2 separate regions of the Mus musculus genome follow, and region 2 is linked to region 1. A link is a contact called in public HiChIP or PLAC-seq data. All regions are on one chromosome and are shown on one strand. Each heading gives the region's core, a stretch centred on a gene start, on an enhancer-like site or on the middle of the called end of the contact. The rest is flanking DNA. Distances are from core to core; before and after follow the strand shown. Region 1 has its middle 9.8 kb from the start of Gm22521. Region 2 has its middle 60 kb from the start of 4930449C09Rik.

Region 1 (2,700 bases), core at 67-2,566:
GACTTTTAGGACTCTGTGTAATCTTCTCAATTTATTTCAAAGTTGGTGTTTTAAAGATATTTCCAGGATTATCCCATCACGGTTATTTGGATTGCTTTTGGCTGTTTTACAAATCCACAAAGGTGCTTGTGGTAGGAACTTTTCTCAAAGCTCTCACAATGAGAAATCGCTGGTACAGCCTCCATCCTCTACCCCATTGTGAGTATGGGAAGTTATTCAAAGGCTTTTAGGTTGGCTGTATGCCAAGAGAGGATGACTGTTACCTGTAATCAGATTCTTCAAGCTCATTTCAATCCCCCCTAAGGACCCTACAAATTGTCTTTCCAGGCAAATTTAGGAATGATTGTCTGGAGCCATTCTAAAAATCTTGCTAATTTACTGATCCACTCCTGTCCTGTTTAGTTTATTGTTTATTATTTTTATTAATAGCACTTAAATTCACCTTGAAACGCTGAAACTGAAGAATTTCCTTGCATCAGGTGAGTGAGTCTGTTGTTTTATCTGTGACAGATTGTCTTGGTTAATAATCAGAATGAGAAAATCCAGTACAGTGAATGGCACTATCCTTAGGCAGATGAGGAAGCCAGAGACTTAACCAGTAAGTAGTACTCCTCTATGGCTTCAGTTTCTACCCTGACTTTACTCAATTATGGACTATACCCTGGAAGTATAAATCAAACAAATATTTTCACCCACCCACTAAGTTTGTTTTTCTTAGACTGTCTTGTTACAGAAGGAGAAAAAACAAGCTTGCACAAGCTCCTAAACTTTTCTCAGAAACGTAAAGGTATCATTGGACGTAAAGACAATTTCCAATGAGCTTTTCAACCCTTTGATTATCATGAATCATTGACAAATTGAACAAAAAGAGCCAAGTGTGCTTTATATGTAAACAAAATATTGGAAGAGTGGATTATTACAGCTCTCTTAAAATAGAGTTTCCTGGAAGAGTTCTGTGGAACATATGTATATTTATCTCAACTCTCATTTGAAATCTGAACTCCCACATGATGTCAGTTTGCTTAGGTCATTTAAACTCTCAAGGCCTGTGCATGAGCATTTTTAGAGTGAGGGGCAGTTGAGGAGACCTCTGGTAAGTTCTGTGTTAGCTACAACATTCAGTGATTCTAGTCTTTTGGTATTAAAGACCATTTCTTTGGATTTTGTTTTTCTTTTACTGAAAGTTCCACCTTACCCTGCAAAGCTCCTCAGCCAGAATAGACTAGATTTAAATTTGTAGGCTTATAATATTTCAGAGTTCAAAGGCACTGTCAGGTCACAGAGCTCAACTCTATGGTGATACATAATACCTTCTCCAACACCTCCACCAAGTGGCCAAGCAGTCTGTATTCCACAGGTAGGAGCATGCCTGTTGGTACTCACCACATCCATTCTATGCCAAACAGCATTTGCTCTAAACCTCCCTATGACTTTGAGGTTCTTTCTCCAGTTTTTCCCAAAGCAGGTGTCTCTCTTGTTTCACAAGGACACCTAAATTCTACCTTTATGCTCAATTTACTGTTTTTTTTTTTTCTTTTTAAACAAAGCATTTCTTCAGTCATTTGAAAATGATCAATCCAAACCCTTAGCTCTAGAAAAGGTAACTCGGCTCTTTGGATCTTTGGAGCATCCTTGTTCTGAGAGTGTCCCTAGTTCTGATCACTGTCTTCGTAATTTGGCACAGATTACCAACTTCCATTTGACTGCCTCTCAGTAATCAGTTAAGTATCCAAGTAATTTGGGATGGCAAAATTTCAAAGCTGGCTTTCATCAAAAACAAAAGAATCTGATAGGAAACTGGTACAGAAGCTGACGAAAATATAGAACCGAAGCGATGCTAGGAACAGAACAGTCATTTCTGTTGGGTATCTTGAGCCCCAACTTCAGTGCATTGCCTTCAGTAATATACTAACTCTCCCCGCCTGTGATGTTTAAGTTACCTTTAGAAGATTGACATCTAAGGAATTTAAGGTTTTTTTTTTTCATGTTGAAAAGTAGTTAATCAATACCTCAAATGGAAGAAATATTTCAGACATACTGTATAAGAAATAAAGTTATGGAAGGACTGAAGGAGCTGAAGGGGACTGCAACCCTATAGGGGGAAAAAAACAGTATCAACTAACTGGTCTCTCCAGGGACCAAGCCAAGCAAAGAGTATACATGGGTAAGTCCATGGCTCCCACTACATATGTAGGAGAGGATTGCCTTATCTGGCATCAACAGGAGCAGAGATGCTTGGTCTTCTGGAGGCCTGTTGTACCATCGAAGGAGGGTGCTAAAGAGGTGAGGCAGGATTGGGTAGGTGGGTGGGAGAGTACCCTATTAGAGGCAAAGGAAAGTGAAGATGGAATGAGATGTTTACAGAGAGGAAACTGGGAATGAGCACGTTTGAAAAATAATAATAAGTAAGTAAACTAAAAAAACACTCTCTTTCTACAAATAAATGGAAAGCATTAAAAAATCTGGCTCCCTAATTACTTTTCAAGAGAAACTACTTTTGAAATTTCTTTAGAGAGCAGATTTCCAGACTGAGACTACTAGACAGAAATACCACCGAATGGCAGAGTGTTTTCATGTCCCTCTGTAGGAGTATAGATGAGTCTTCTGTGCTTTACTCTTTTTCCTATGGTAGTTCATCCAGCTGACAAGGGTCCTTAGAAAGTGTTTGTTTTAGGCTGATGTACAATGCATATTAGGTCT
Region 2 (2,700 bases), core at 109-2,608, 860 kb after region 1:
TCTTTGGGTTTAGAACTCTGGTCATCAGTCTTGGCACCAAGGGTCCTTACCTACTGACCCATCTTACCATCCCTTGAATCTAAAATAAGCCAAAATAATTTCACAGCAAAAGCATGTCCCATGCAGCATCAAGACAGATGTGTTTGTTATATTATACATGTGATTATTTTTTCCTTTTTTTATCATTTCCAAATCTTTTTAATTAGGTATTTTCTTCATTTACATTTCATATGCTATCCCAAAAGTCCCCCATACCCTTCCTCCCACTCCCTTACCCACCCACTCCCACTTCTTGGCCCCTGTGCTGGGGCATATAAATTTTGCAAGACCAAGGGGTCTCTCTTCCCAATGATGGCCGACTAGGCCATCTTCTGCTACGTATGCAGCTAGAGACAAGAGCTCCGGGGGTACTGGTTAGTTCATATTGTTGTTCCTCACATTTAACTGCATATCCTGGAGGAACAGGCAGCCAGAACCGTGTGAGATAGAGCCACATAGGTGAAAGGCAAAAACATCTTGTTTGGTGGTCAGCTCTAGTGGGGGTAGTACTACTACCACTGACCTAGATAGGGCAGGTGCAGCACTAAGACCTGGCATCTGATCCAGCCCAGCCCTGCAATGGGACTCACAGGACCATCATCTTTTAAAGCCTCCGTATCTAACTTCTAGGATGGTGACTGATGTCAATCAGTTATTGGGGCCCAGAGACATGACACCCAGCCACCACATTCTTGAAGTGACAAAGTGTTAGAAACAAGATCTGAGTAAGCCCAGTTAGCCTCTGTCTTTCGGCAGAGTCAACTTCATAAGGTTCCTCTGGGGACTCTTCATCATGATACCTGGTATCCATTCCACAAGGAGATGGAAAGCCATGGCTTTGTGCTAATTCCTGAAACGGCTTCCTGACACCATGCTGCAAGAAGGAGGTGTCCACAGGAGCAGAAGACGACTAGCCCATGTTGCCTTTCATTGCATCTAGAGTATCTAGGTGGCATGAGGCTTTCCTGTCAGGGCCCTGCCCCTTCTCCGGTCCCTCTGGATAGTTAACCCCTGGACATAAGCTTGAATAACCTGTGACCTCACATGTGGTCCACTCCAAGGACCACTTTTGGCTCCATCTCTCTTGGGACCTAGCCAGAAGTGGTTTGTGGAAAGACAAGAGGGTTGGACAAGTGTGAATGGAGGCCGCCCTCCAATGGTCACACCCGAGCCCACCCCCACCCCAGCCTCAATTCAGTTAAAGATTGCAGGAAGTGGTTTGTCCGTTTAGAAGTCATCGCAGCCCTGAGGCCCTTCTGAGAAATGAACTTGCAGTTCTCTAAAGATAGATTGTGCAAAACAGAAGGGGGTAAGCCCCCAAGGACCCTCCAACAGCAGCTCTCTGGAGACTGTAGAAATCGCCTTGGGGGCCTCCAGGCCCACCCCACTCCTTTAGAGCAGCTGTCATCCCCGAATGGTCCAAATCAACACCTCACTCTTGTGCAAAGCTCAGGTTTCTGAATATCTAGCTAGCCAATTTTGTTCTGAGGAGGCGGCAGCGGCTTTTAAAGGGGGGCAGGGGTGGGGAGTAGTTGAAGACTGTGGGGGGAGGGTTCTCAGTTGTTCCTGTCACTCATTTTCCATGCATTCCAACTGTAATTTCAAACGACCTCTGGGTTGTCTGAAACCATGTGATTTGACACGAGGTTAACCGAGAGTTTAGGCCCCGCGCCAAACATCACGGTTTTCACACCCAAAACAGGTGATGGGATCCAGGAGAGTGAGGTGAAGTGAAGGAGGAGACATAGCCCCCTGATAGAGAGATTAATGAGGAAGTAAGTGTTTGGTTTAGCCTGTATGTAGTGTGAGAATACAGAGGCGATTCGCTCAGAAATTGAAATTTTCTAGCAATCAGATAGGGCTGGCCTTGTCATATTGCTATCTTATTGTGGACAATGAGTTATTAGGTAGTTGCTTCTAGAAAGGGGGTAAATATATCAAGAAAGCTAAAAAGGCTGGCGCCAGCCATGTTCCCGGTCTATTATTTTAACCCCTCTGCTCAAAACTGTTCCTCTTCTTAAAAGTCCCTCTGTGTTTCTTCCTGGATTGTGAGTTTTCTCAGTGCTGGGTATACAGAGCTCAGTGCCTAGGGTGGGAGTAGAGAAACGATGGACAGAGATTATTTACTGATTGCAAAGCATGAGTCTGCAAAGGAGTCTTCAAAGTTGCCTGGAGAGCAGGGAACTGGGAATTTGAACCTTCTGGAGTAGACGGCAGCTGAGCTAGGTTTAGAAAGGCAAATTCACCAGGCAAAGTGGATAAGGCTGCTTCTACTGTAAGCATCCAACCCACCAAAAGGCCTAACATAGTCCAAATGAGCTCTGTAGTTACTCGGAAGCAAAGAATGTGGGCCACACTGGGATCGGAGACACCTAAAGCATTTGGCAATGAGATTCCAGTGGACAAAGATCTAACTCCGAGTTCCCCATACCCAAGTAGGCTGTGTGAATCCACCCAGAACCCTGTGGGAAGCAGACACCATGCTGGGTTCTTGGGAGCTTGAGTCCCACCAATCAAATTCCTTCGGCCAAAGCATCAGCATCATTGACCACCCTGCCCCCTGGAGTTCATGACTATTTACTCCATCTTGCCCATCCCAAAGCCCAACCCCAAGCAACCACCTGAAACCACAGGACATGCTGTAAATCTCAGCTGCCTCCT

Evidence for each region. HiChIP or PLAC-seq counts read pairs in DNA pulled down with a chosen protein or histone mark.
Region 2: a contact with region 1 is called in a BATF HiChIP or PLAC-seq map of CD8 T cells, with 9 read pairs. The contact joins two enhancer-like sites. A contact is called at or near these places in 3 of 39 promoter capture datasets (3T3-L1-derived adipocytes, HPC-7-derived erythroid cells and liver), 4 of 15 datasets of contacts at CTCF or cohesin (CD8 T cells, the NIH/3T3 cell line, large pre-B cells and 1 more), 30 of 484 Hi-C or Micro-C datasets (the 63-12 cell line, the AML12 cell line, B cells and 18 more) and 10 of 115 datasets of contacts at active chromatin or transcription factors (the 230-238 cell line, CD8 T cells, T-cell acute lymphoblastic leukemia and 7 more).

The regions. Positions count from the first base shown.
Region 1 is chr15:62,801,650-62,804,349 of GRCm38.p6, forward strand. No RefSeq gene overlaps it. Among named protein-coding and RNA genes, the nearest start is that of Gm22521, 9.8 kb to the left of the region's middle. Within about 2 kb of position 1,317, at least 12 of the 459 cell types and tissues checked have an H3K27ac peak or open chromatin away from gene starts, as enhancers often do. A contact at or near this core is called in CD8 T cells, where this site is marked.
Region 2 is chr15:63,656,838-63,659,537 of GRCm38.p6, forward strand. No RefSeq gene overlaps it. Among named protein-coding and RNA genes, the nearest start is that of 4930449C09Rik, 60 kb to the right of the region's middle. Within about 2 kb of position 1,359, at least 58 of the 459 cell types and tissues checked have an H3K27ac peak or open chromatin away from gene starts, as enhancers often do. A contact at or near this core is called in CD8 T cells, where this site is marked.